Regions from separate parts of the Capra hircus genome. Here region 1 is linked to region 2. The links are chromatin contacts, called in public Hi-C maps. All regions are on one chromosome and are shown on one strand. Each heading gives the region's core, a stretch centred on a gene start, on an enhancer-like site or on the middle of the called end of the contact. The rest is flanking DNA. Distances are from core to core; before and after follow the strand shown.

Region 1 (5,900 bases), core at 2,987-5,486, 130 kb after region 2:
AATTATAAGAAAATGTACATCCCGTGAAAGAAAACTTAGGTGGATCATTACAAACCCATCACCATATTTTTGGTACCTTAAATATAAAGTCAATTTATATCCCTATCTTAACAGTTTCTAGTTTTCTTTTTTTTTTTTTTTAATAACTTTGGCTTGTTTTTCAGTAAATAGAACATAAGAACACCCTCAAACTGTTCCCATTCACTCCATGTTAAGTGCTGTCAACATTTAACAGAGAAAGTACAAGAAAGTTTCATTGGACAAAAGAGAAGAAAAAGTAGGGAGTTATGTAGAGAATGTATAGGGAATAAAGAAGCAGATGCAGAAATATTTTTTGAAGAATTCTCTGTGGTAGAAAATTAAGAGCAACTGGTGCATGAGTTTTAAGATATGGAAAGCTCTGATACTATATTCCCATTTTTAAAGTAAATCATAATCTAAGATTGATAAGAAAAAACAAACAGGATAATGAAATCCTTGCTCTGGTCATATGTGCCTTCAGTTACTAAATGCTCTTAGAGGTTTCACAGTGGTCTGGGTTGAAAAAAGAAGCAAGTTTATTTCTCACACTGTATATTCCTTAGCACACAGGGATATCCTTGGGGATTTATTTTGATAACTGGCATTGCAGTTTGAGTTATTATCTTAGTGCTATAGTTATCTGTACTCTCATTCCTGTGCATTCCCTATTGGGAATTTAGTATGTTTTCTTCTTAAAATCACATTTGACTAATACTATGATGCTCACACTTACATCTAATAATATTGCTTATTTCTTAGACAAAAGTGAAATGGCAAGTAAAATGCTTTATTAAAGTCAGAAATCTTGGGAAATATAGCCTACTATATTATTAGTATTTCTAAGGAGGTTTTAATCAAAATTAAAGTATATAAAAAGTCTGAGATGGAAACATCTAGACAGTAGGGATGGGAAGAACCCCAAATTTTAAAATGTGTTAGAATGATGACAGATTTTAAGATCGGTAAAACTTTTAAAAAGACTCCTCTGTTACATAGTGTTCTTGACCAGAGCAGTTTTTTTAGGGAATGGGTTTATAATTCCTTTCTTTTCCAGATTGCAAAAGTTGAGAAGCTCAAACCTTTGGAGGTGGAGCTGCGACGCCTAGAAGACCTTTCAGAGTCTATTGTTAATGATTTTGCCTACATGAAGAAGCGAGAAGAAGAAATGCGCGATACCAACGGTGAGGGGAGGGCGACTCTTATTTCTCAGTGACTCTTACTTCTCAGCACCATAAAGGAGATAGGTCCCCATACTTTAAATTCTGGTGTACCCTTTTCTCAGTTTTACCAAAGGGCATTTTATGAAAGGGCGATTGCTCACTTCAGTGCTCTTGCTGTTACAGGTAAATGAGCCCTCTTTGATTTTCAAGGGAATAGCATTTTTTTCTGTAATAAGCAACTGATCATATCAGTCAGCTTAGTGTATCAAATTAATAGCACTAATCTTTGTAATTTTAACATTTATATATAGGATAATGAAAATTAAAGAAAAAACTATCTGAAGTCCTACTGTAAGGTTTAGGGGCAGAGTGAAGCTAATTAATTGCCTTTTCCCCTGGCCATTTAGCCTGTTGAGCCTCACTCCACTATATTTACACTGCTTTCTTTTTTTCTTTTTTTTTTAGAGTCCACGAACACTCGGGTCCTGTACTTCAGCATCTTCTCCATGTTCTGCCTCATTGGTCTGGCCACCTGGCAGGTCTTCTACCTGCGTCGCTTCTTCAAAGCCAAGAAGTTGATTGAGTAATATAGCCCAGTCTCCTCCCACCTTGAATCTTGGCCAGCAGAACATCGCTGGGACATGCCTGGCAAAAGGCATCCTACCAACAGCACCATCAAGGCACCTTGGAGCTTTCTTGCCAGAACTGATCTCTTTGATGTGGGAGGACGTGGGTTACCACCTTCACCCAAGAAGTCAAAGAGGGACTTCTTTTTAACCTGGTAGGATTTGGACTGGTTTTGCAACAAGACTATTATTAGAGTCACCTATGACAAAAAACAGGGGTTACCTAGATAATGCCAAAGCCAGCATTTGTACTGGGTTTCCTCATATGATCTGTTTGAACCATGTTTTCTTTCCTTCTCCCACTTGCTCACCAGCTTGGGCTTCCATTCTACTTGTTTTACCAACATTTGAATGACCATGTTGAACTTGTTTCTTTCTGATTGTCCTCTTTGGATTTCTGTGTGACAACACCCTTAACTTCCTCTTGACCCTTAGCTGAAATGTTTAGTTAGCTTCTGGTGATACCTTTTCATAATTTTATGTCTCTTAAAAGGGTGATGGCTGTGACACCTCATAGAAATGAGCTTTGAACTGTGGATAGCTCTTAAAGAAAATTTCACTTTAGAGAATTAAAACATTTGTGCTCAGCTGCTTGAACTTTTCTTTTTGTGTATTTATGTGTGTTTAGTTCCACGCAGTTTTATCACATGTATGGATTTGTGTGACCACCACGAGATGCAGAACCATTTCATCACATGGATCCCTGTGGTTCCCTTTTATAGCCACAGTCATCTCCTTCTGTAACCCCAAGCCCCAGCCTCTGGCAGCCACTAAGCTGTTCATCTCTCTAATTTTGTCATTTCAAGAATGCTATATAAATGGTATATATATATAACCTTTTGAGATTGACTTTTTTCACTCAGCATAATGCCCTTGAAATTTATCCAAGTTGTTGCATATGTCAGTTGTTTGTGTCTCTTTATTGCTTAGGAGTCTTTCGTGGTGTGGATGTACCGTGGTTTCACCAGTCACCTATTGAAGGACATCAGTGTTGTTTTCCGTTTTGGGCCATTACTAATAAAACTGCTGTGAACATTCATGTACAGGTTTTTATGTGAACACAAATTTCATTTCTCTGGGATAAGTGCCCAAAAGAGCAGTTGCTGGGTTGTATGGTAAACACACATTTATTTTTGTAAGAAACCGTCCTGCTCTTTATCCAGAGTTACTGTGTCATTTTAGGTTCCCACTAGCAATGGCTGACCAATCCAGTTTCTCAACATCCTCAGCAGTATTTGCTATTATTTTTTTAAAAGTTTTTTTTAGTCATTCTGAGAGGCATGTGGTTTTAATTTGTATCTTCCTATTAGCAAATGGTGTTGAACATCTTTTCATGTGTTTATTTGCTATCTGTATATCTTCTTCAGTGAAATATCTATTCTTTTGCCTGTTTTATGATTAGATTGTGTGTTCTTTTCACTACTGAGGTTTTTTTTTTAATTGAAGTATAGTTGATTTATGCTATTGAGTTTGAGAATTCCTTATATATCCTAGATACAAGTCCTTTGTCAGTTTTGTGGTTGCTTAAATTTTAACATAACTTCTACAGAAGAAAAAACAAGTAAAATTTGCCGAGTATTCTTACATGGTAAGTCACTGACTTAATTTCTGTTCTTATGTGTTCATGAAGAGATTAAGATATATGAAGTAAACACACCTAGAAGGATCATGAACCGAGTAAATACTTGAAAATATTTGTTGTAAAAGCAAAGCCAAGAGTCGTTTTGGGACATGTGCCTGCCTAAAGGCCAATACTAATATGAATAAGAGAAAGTGTGGGCACAAATGACTATGTTCATTGACAGTTAGTGACATAATATCACTTGACATTTTCCCCACTTCTCCCAGTAAAGTGGGTGGGAGTTTGTCCTTTCTGTAATCTCTCTCTCTCTCTCGTTTTTTAAGTCTACTGACTCTTACAGGGCTTGTCCCATTGCAATGACAAGAATTACAGGACTTAGGGCTGTGCAGCTTGCAGTGAAGAAGCAGCATATTAGAATTAACAGAACACTGTTGTGATGACCTGGATAAAGTACCAAGGGGGAAGGGGGGCAAATTATGTTGCTAAAATCTCAGCCTGTTCTGTTAATGTTCCAGCTACTGTAAACACAAAAGGCTTTTCATCCTCTCTTGACTCCCTGTATGAATTCTTGGACTTCCCAGATGGCTCAGTGGTAAGGAATACACTTAACTAATGCAGGAGACATGGGTTCCATCCCTGGTCAGGAAGATCCCTTGGAGAAGGAAATGGCAACCCACTCCAGTGTTCTTGCCTGGAAATCCCATGGATAAAGTCTGAGCCTGGTGGGCGACAGACAGTCCATGGAGTCACAAAGACTCAGACACGACTCAGCAACTGAGCACACACTCAACAAATTCCTCCCTTGTGGCATGGAAGTGGTTCTTTCATCAGTTTGTGTAACACTGCCATCTGCTGTTGCAAAATAGGTACTGCTTCTGAGAGCCTGACAGCCAGATCTCATCGTTAAGGGCAACAGTGTTTAGTTTCAGTGAAAGTCTGACTGTTTGCGACCCCATGGACTATACAGTATGGAATTCTCCAAGCCAGAATACTGGAGTGGGTAGCCATTCCCTTCTCCAGGGCTTCTTCCCAACCCAGGGATCGAACTCAGGTCTCCTGCATTGCAGGCGGATTCTTTACCATCTGAGCCATCGGGGACACCCCATAAGAGCAACAGATGTTGAGGAAGTCTGTGGTATTACTTATACTAAACAATAGAGCATACATCCAAACAGGGGCGAGAATAACCCAACCTGTGAGTTAAGCTCCATCTTCAGACATTTAAAGGTGAAATTCTGTTTCGTACCATTAGCCAAACAAGATCCTCGTTTCCAACTGGTGTCTTTCCCCTTTTTAGAAGCAATGAAAGCTGCTCCGTTGGTTGTAGTCTTCTGACAGAGTGTCAAAGAAGAAGATAGGAGAGGAAGATATTTTATTTTGCTAATGTTTTGTTCCCAAACGTGACTGTGAAACTGAAATTCTTTCACGTCCTTTCCTTTCCTCATGTCAAGACTGCCAAGTTGGACATTTGTGCTTTGGGTTTAAAGTTCATTGATATTATACTTTGATTTTATCTGAAAAGTAAACTTATTTGCTTTTGATAAAAGACTAGTGCAAGAGCAAATCAACTTTAAAAACAAGGCTGTTATCTGTTTTCCTCCATTTGGGGATCTGTGGTTCAACACAGTCTAAATTACTGATCAGAGTGATAGTTTTAAGTATGCTTTGTTATATCATTGTCATAAGCCCCTGTCATAAGCTGTTTTTCTGTTTGTTTAATGGAAAGAGGATGTGGGATTTATACAGATGCACTTGTAAGTGTTGAATTGGGATTTTTATGTAAATTTTCTCAAATAAAGGCTAGCAGAAACCATTTTAGGTGTATTTTTCTGTTACTCATGAGTATCTCTTTGTCTGGATTGGCAATAATTCCTCCATATTCCTCAGTATTAAAAGCATGGCAAATTATATGTGACAAATTAGAGAAAAAAATATTTGTAGTGTACTCCAGATGGATAAAGTTTATGTGATCTAGCAAAAGTTCATTATACTTAATTTGTAAATGTATAACTATATAATATGTATATTGAAATAATATCCTTAATTCAGAAAGACTAAATAGGGTTCTGTAAGCCAGGAATTCTCTGTAGCTTCTCTGTTTTAGAAACTGATTTTGAAGTTATTCCTATAGAGTCTTCTCCCTTTCCTTCCATTCTCAAAATACCCCTCCTAATTTAGAACCTCTAGGACTTATTTTTTTGGACCAACACATCTATGTAAAACGCTACTCCAGCAGGTAAAGGCAAGATCATCTTTCCTTTTACTTGCAGTTGAGTATTTTCCATAAAGCTTCTTTATAAGAGTCACCGTGAAGTGCTTTACACATTGACTAGCTAGCCTCCAATTTAGCCTCTTTCTCTAATCCTCAAAAAAAGTTAATAAGTCAGTGAATCTCTAGTTTATAAAGTAGTGGTTCTCAACATTTGAAATACTTTAGAAAATGTCTCATTTCTTCCTGATACTTTAGAGAACATAAATAGTGAAGGCAGCAAAATGTTTGTGTGAATTTAA
Region 2 (5,926 bases), core at 1,072-3,571:
CTCCATCTGGGATCTTACAGAGGTGGCTCCTCGGCGGCACAGGGACCGACTGGCACCTGGCTTGGTTTCCAAGCTCCAAACTGTACCACGTGGACATTCCACCCCTGTCCACTGGGTTCTCCATCTCCCTCAAGGACATGCTCTTCTCTGCTAATTTTCCTCAGCCTACACCGACTCAATGGACATGAGTTTGAGCAAACTCCAGGAGACAGGGAAGCACAAGGAAGCCCAGCATGCTGCAGTCTCTGGGGTCACAGAGTCAGACACGACTTAGTGACTAGAAAACAACCCCCTCATCAGCCCCTTCTTGATCCCTTGTCCACTTGTTTTTTTTTATTGTACTGGGTCTTCCTTGCTGTGCACAGGCTTTCTCTAGTTGCAGCAAGCAGAGGCTCCTCTTCATTGCGGTGTGTGGGCTCCTCATTATGGTGGCTTCTCGCTGCGCAGCAGAGGCTGCAGGCGCATGAGCGTCAGGAGCTGCAGCATCGGGTTCAGTAGCTGCAGCATGCAGGCCCTAGAGCACGGACTCAGTAGCTGCAGCACATGGGCTTAGTTGCTCCGTGGCACATGGGATGTTCCCGGACCAGGGATCAAACCTGTGTCCCCTGCATTGGCAGATGGATCCCTGACCACTGTGCCTGAGATGTCCATGTCTCAGTGTCTTCCCCCTTCACCATTTAAACCCACTCCAGTTCTTCCCCTCAACTTTGCCAGGCAACCAGACCTCAGTTTCAAAGACAACTTCTTGCCCCGAAGAAAGGACCATCCCTGAGTCAGAAACAATCGCCATTTACTGAGGGCTCATCATGTGCTGTGCTACTTGACACCTCTTTTTCATCCAGTCCCCACAACAGTCTCATTCCATAAGCTATTATCATTTGAGGAAACTGAAGTGCAGGGAGGGTAAGTCATTTCCTCAAGATTGCATAGCTAGAAATTGGTTAAGCCAATACTCCCTTCCCATTTGTAACAGGGGCTGCACACCGTCCTCTGTGACACTGTACTGACCGCACAGCTTTGTTTCAAAAGCCTTAAAAAGAAGCATGCCCTCGGCCCACCTCAAACGAAATAATCTCAGATGTGCACAAAAATTTAGCCATGGAGCTTCTTGCATCCTTGTCTAGAATAGAAAATCACTTAGAAACAACCCAAAGGTCCAACAATACAGAACTGATTGTTGGATGTTTAGAATCCTATCTGACTAGCTATTAAAGTAAGCAGGTAGAAAAAAATTGTCGGTATTCATGATGTATGATACAGAAAAACAAGATTATAAAACAGTATTCTAGCCTTATTTTCATGAAAACTACAATGTATAAATTTAAAAGTATAAAACTAAAGTTTCCAATATAGGAAAGGGAGGAAAAATTAAAATGGCTGGCAGAAACCTCTGCGATGTGATTATAGGTGATTTTTTACTTTGACTATCTGAATTTCCAAAGGTTTCATCAGGAGCATCTATTTCTTCTGGAAAGGAGGGGAGAAGGAAAAAAATCAAGAGGTGTTTTGAGTTCTGAGTCTTTTCATTTATTATTGTTACCCATAAAAAAAACCAAACGTCCTGTTCTGCTGGGAACATTTTAAAAACATTTTTATTACAAAAGTAGTATGTGGGCTCGCCAAAAACAAAAATCAGAGAATACAAACAAGCAAAAAGGAAAAAATGAAAAACATTCCTTCCTCCCCAGAGACAACCAATATTAGCACCTTCATGACTTCACAAGCTACGTTTGAGTTCTGCTCCAGGTACTAGTCACTGGGGCCCACCCCTCCCTTGCCATGACTGGAAACCTGAGTTTGAAATGAGGCTTACAGATCCATCCGCACTCCCCAAACAGATTCTAAAATTGTCTGGGATCCCAGAATGACAACTTACTTAGCATAGACTCTGGCCTGCCAGGGCCCGCAATTCCTCCTGGGTCACAGGGGACCGTAAAAGTGATTCCCAACATGGTCGCGATTGCAACACTCTAGCATCGCTGGATTTTGCAATCCTCCTTCCCCCTTCGAAAAGAACCCGAAGGACTGCATCACAGCTTTTGTATATTCCATTTAGTACTTTTCCATAAATGCAGCTGAAGGGAATGAAGGGTAATTTGACTGTAAGACTACCACAACTCTCCTTCCCACCATCCCTTGGATAGCTGCCGGCAATCACTCTGGGATATCCCAGGTCAGGGCTGGGAAGGGCAGCTTTGAGGAGCTGTGCAGGCAGGTTTGGCCATGCGGATGGCCATGCCAGGCCTGGGAGGCCAGCTCCTGGGGCAGGAGGTCTCTGGGCCATTCACACACACACACACACACACACACACTCAACAACAGGTTTCTAAGTCCCACCCTGCCCACGCCCTCTTTTACTAAAGGCCCCCCTTCTGGGAAGAAGGGGCCTCCCACTGCTGGCACCTGGCCTGACTGAGCCACTCCCTCAGTACAGCCCTCAGGCAGAAAATGTTCCTAGAGCAGATCCACAAGCCAAACCATTCCTGGTTTCCTCAGATGTTGATATCCAGTCATGGCCCAGATGCAGGCCCTAGCCTCCCACCCCTAAGCGCCAGGAACTGAGCTGATCTCACTGCCATTCACTACGTCCAGTGTTTCTGGAAACCTCAAGGATGCTGGAGACTCTGTTCTCCTTTACCTATGGCTCCTCTCATAGATAATAATAATTATATCTTCTGTTTACGAAACTCTTGACATGCCAGGCTTTTTACAGTCATGTAATGCATACAACAGTCTTTCGAGGTAACCACAATTATCTGGCCCCCTTCCCCTTCACAGATGAACTGAGACTCCAAGAAGTAGAATGATCTGCCCAAGGTCAAACAACTAGTAACAGGGACAGGAATCCACCCAGACCTGTACGACCACATAGCTCATGGCCTGCTCAGGAAGTCAGTGCAGAAGGGAACAAAAAGGTCATACAACCTTCCTCCATTCTATCTACAAGACAGCTACATTGGAAAATAATCTGACAAACTGTTATATGAGACTTACTATGTGCCAGGTACTATTCCAGCACTTTGCAAATATCAGCTCAATTTATCCCTAGAATAAGGCCAGGAGACAGGTAGTTTCTTTACAGATAAGAAAACGGAGGCACAGAGTAAACTTCACTGCAAGTGGCGGGGTCTGGACAGGAAGCCGGCTCTAGAAGCTGCGCTGCCTCTCTGATCCCACAAGCAAAGTGCCCTCCCCCGCCCCCACCCCTAAATTTTCATCCTTTGACCTTCCCATGTTCTCACCTTCCTCATCTTTCAGAGAGTTCACTTCTCACTTCCCCATCCCTCTCTGCGTGGGGTGGTGTTCTCTTGTGAAACTGCTTTGTGAAACTCCTTCTTGTGCAAGGCTATCTTTGATCATTATCTAGATCCCCCCTCCAAAGAACTGATAGGAAAGTTTATCAAAGCAAAGGCTTGGATTTGCTTCTGGAGAAATTAATCAATTAATCCTCAAGGGCTTGAGAGCAGGTTTTATCCCTAGCTCTGTGCTGGGCATTATTCTATGAACACAAAAGACACCCAGGACTTGGCCTCCACTCTCAAGGAAACTACAGTAAAGACAGCAAGTAAGGGTACACTCATGTGCTGGGTCTGTGCACAGCTGTAATTCATAAAATATATAGGAGAGGAGTCAGAAAAGTGTCATGAAGGAGGTGGAGTTTGAAATAAAGAGAAGGGGCAAGGAAACCTTGTTCACTCATAGAAACAGCAAGACTTGGCAGAAGGAAAAAAAAGAGGCCAGAGAAACAAGAGAGTATTTTCTAGTCCAAATCAATCTGATCTTCTAAAATAGAGACAAAAAAAAACTTGGTGTTGTGTTTTTTTTTTTTCCCCTGTCAAGTTTTGCTATTTCCATTAGAGCGAACAAAGAAAAAAAAATCTCTTCCCCTAACCATTAGGCGGCTTCTAGAATCGGAGAAGGGTGCTCTGCCTCAAATGTCCACCAGGAGGCAGAGCGGCTACTTCTGTCGCTAGAGCTCCCAAGTACAAACCAGAGAGAAAGGGGAAGGATCGCACATTCTTCCTCGGAAGAGTTGGCATGGCCTGAGGCCAGCGGTGGGCATCAGTCGTCTCAGACTGGGCTGCCTAGAATCAGGGAAGAAATAGAATATAGAATGTCAGAGGAAGTCGGGTGAAACTGAAAGAGAGAGAGACATTAAAGAGAATCTAACCTCTATGTACCATGCAAGTTCAGTTCAGTCGCTCAGTCGTGTCCGACTCTTTGTGACCCCATGAATCGTAGCACGCCAGGTCTCCCTGTCCATCACCAACTCCCGGAGTTCACTCAGACTCACGTCCATCGAGTCCGTGATGCCATCCAGCCATCTCATCCTGTCGTCCCCTTCTCCTCCTGCCCCCAATCCCTCCCAGCATCAGGGTCTTTTCCAATGAGTCAACGCTTCACATGAGGTGGCGGAAGTATTGGAGTTTCAGCTTCAACATCAGTCCTTCCAATGAACACCCAGGACTGATTTCCTCTAGAATGGACTGGTTGGATCTCCTTGCAGTCCAAGTGACTCTCAAGAGTCTTCTCCAGCACCATGAAAAGATCTTCCAATAGGCAGAATAGGGGTTTCCATGGATTGAGGCTACTCATGCCTTCTGTTGTCTTGACTGAGAAAACTTAATGCGAGGCTTGGGTAACTATGAAAAATGACCAACTGCTAACCTAAGCCTAGTTTCAGGGCAAACAATTCAGGGTCTCTGGACAAGTGTAGCCATTCCAGTCCCTAGGAGGAGGAATGCTTTGTGCTTTGGGGATAACACACCTCCTGGCCATCACCCCAGGCCCTGATGTCATGCTGTGGGTTGTGTGGGACAGGAGGCATGCCACTGGCACTCTTGAAGGAGCTCTGATGTCAGTATTCAGCTTTACTGCAAGCTCCACCATCTGAGCCAGGCAACAGGGTCCTGAAGCCACAAGAGCAGAGGGGATTAGAGGGGAGGCGGGAGGTGAAGCCAGAAATCTTGGCTTTTATCTGTCTCTAACTACTGTGCAAACTTGGAGGAGTGAATCAGATTTTCTGAACCCTAGTGCCCCGTATGTAAAACTGAAAGGCTGAATTTGAGCAATAGTATCTGATGTGCGTTCTAGTTCTTAAATTCTGAAATACACTCCTTTGGTTAGAGGAACTGAGGAATGGGTGGGGGTTGGGGTTGGGGACGGGGCTGGCGGTAGCCAGGACCAAGTATCTTGAAGAGTTGCCCCCACGCCCGCAGTCAGCTCCCGGGTAGTGCCCACTGCGGCACTGCCCGCCCCTCCCCCGCCCTCTTGGCCCGGCGGCACACACCCACGGCTCCCTCCGAGATTTCTGGAATCTCGCTGGATTCCTCCCAGGAATGTTTATTGCCCTTTACATCTGCAAGTCGCTTTACATCAGCAACCCTGCTGCGCGATATTAATCATCGCCGCAATATCCCTCCTTCCGCCTGTAAGAGGAATTGCGGGGGTCTGGATTTATGAAGGTGAAATCCGAAAGCAATTTGCCTGGGATTCATTCAATAAGCGGTGAGCAACAGTTAATTAAGCGCCCATACGACCAAGGCGCAAAGAAACGCACAAACCCAGTTGCTACGGGGGTCAGAATGGCAGGGGGTCCTCAAAGAACTTCACCGGTATTCCAATTATGTCATGCACTGCCCCCCGGCCTCCCCCACTCCCCTCACTCCCCGAACCGGTCTCCCCACCCCCACCTCCCGCCCGTAACTACTGTAAAATTAAAAGGTGATGCAGGTGATCTTCCCTCCCAAGCCTGACGCCGCTGCGCCCCACCTCGCCAAAGCTCATTTTACCAGGCTAAGTAAAAGAAAGTGACCTTCCCAAGGTCATTTATCCCCCAAGGGGCAACACTGATTCCCAGAACCTCGGTCTTCAAAGCTTTCCACTGCGCCAAGGACGAAGATTTTAAGTTCAAGTCTATAAAATA

Evidence for each region. Hi-C and Micro-C count contacts between places; a contact is called where the count stands out from the background.
Region 1: a contact with region 2 is called in a Hi-C map of blood, with 12 times the contacts expected there. The contact joins two enhancer-like sites. A contact is called at or near these places in 4 of 5 Hi-C or Micro-C datasets (blood and liver).

The regions. Positions count from the first base shown.
Region 1 is chr10:16,746,950-16,752,849 of ARS1.2, forward strand. TMED10 (transmembrane emp24 domain-containing protein 10) reads left to right here. Exons shown (of 5, transcript XM_018053959.1): 4 at 1,076-1,202; 5 at 1,647-5,202. The coding sequence ends at 1,768. Among named protein-coding and RNA genes, the nearest start is that of NEK9, 7.5 kb to the right of the region's middle. Within about 2 kb of position 4,237, at least 1 of the 5 cell types and tissues checked has an H3K27ac peak or open chromatin away from gene starts, as enhancers often do.
Region 2 is chr10:16,615,105-16,621,030 of ARS1.2, forward strand. No RefSeq gene overlaps it. Among named protein-coding and RNA genes, the nearest start is that of FOS, 17 kb to the right of the region's middle. Within about 2 kb of position 2,322, at least 2 of the 5 cell types and tissues checked have an H3K27ac peak or open chromatin away from gene starts, as enhancers often do.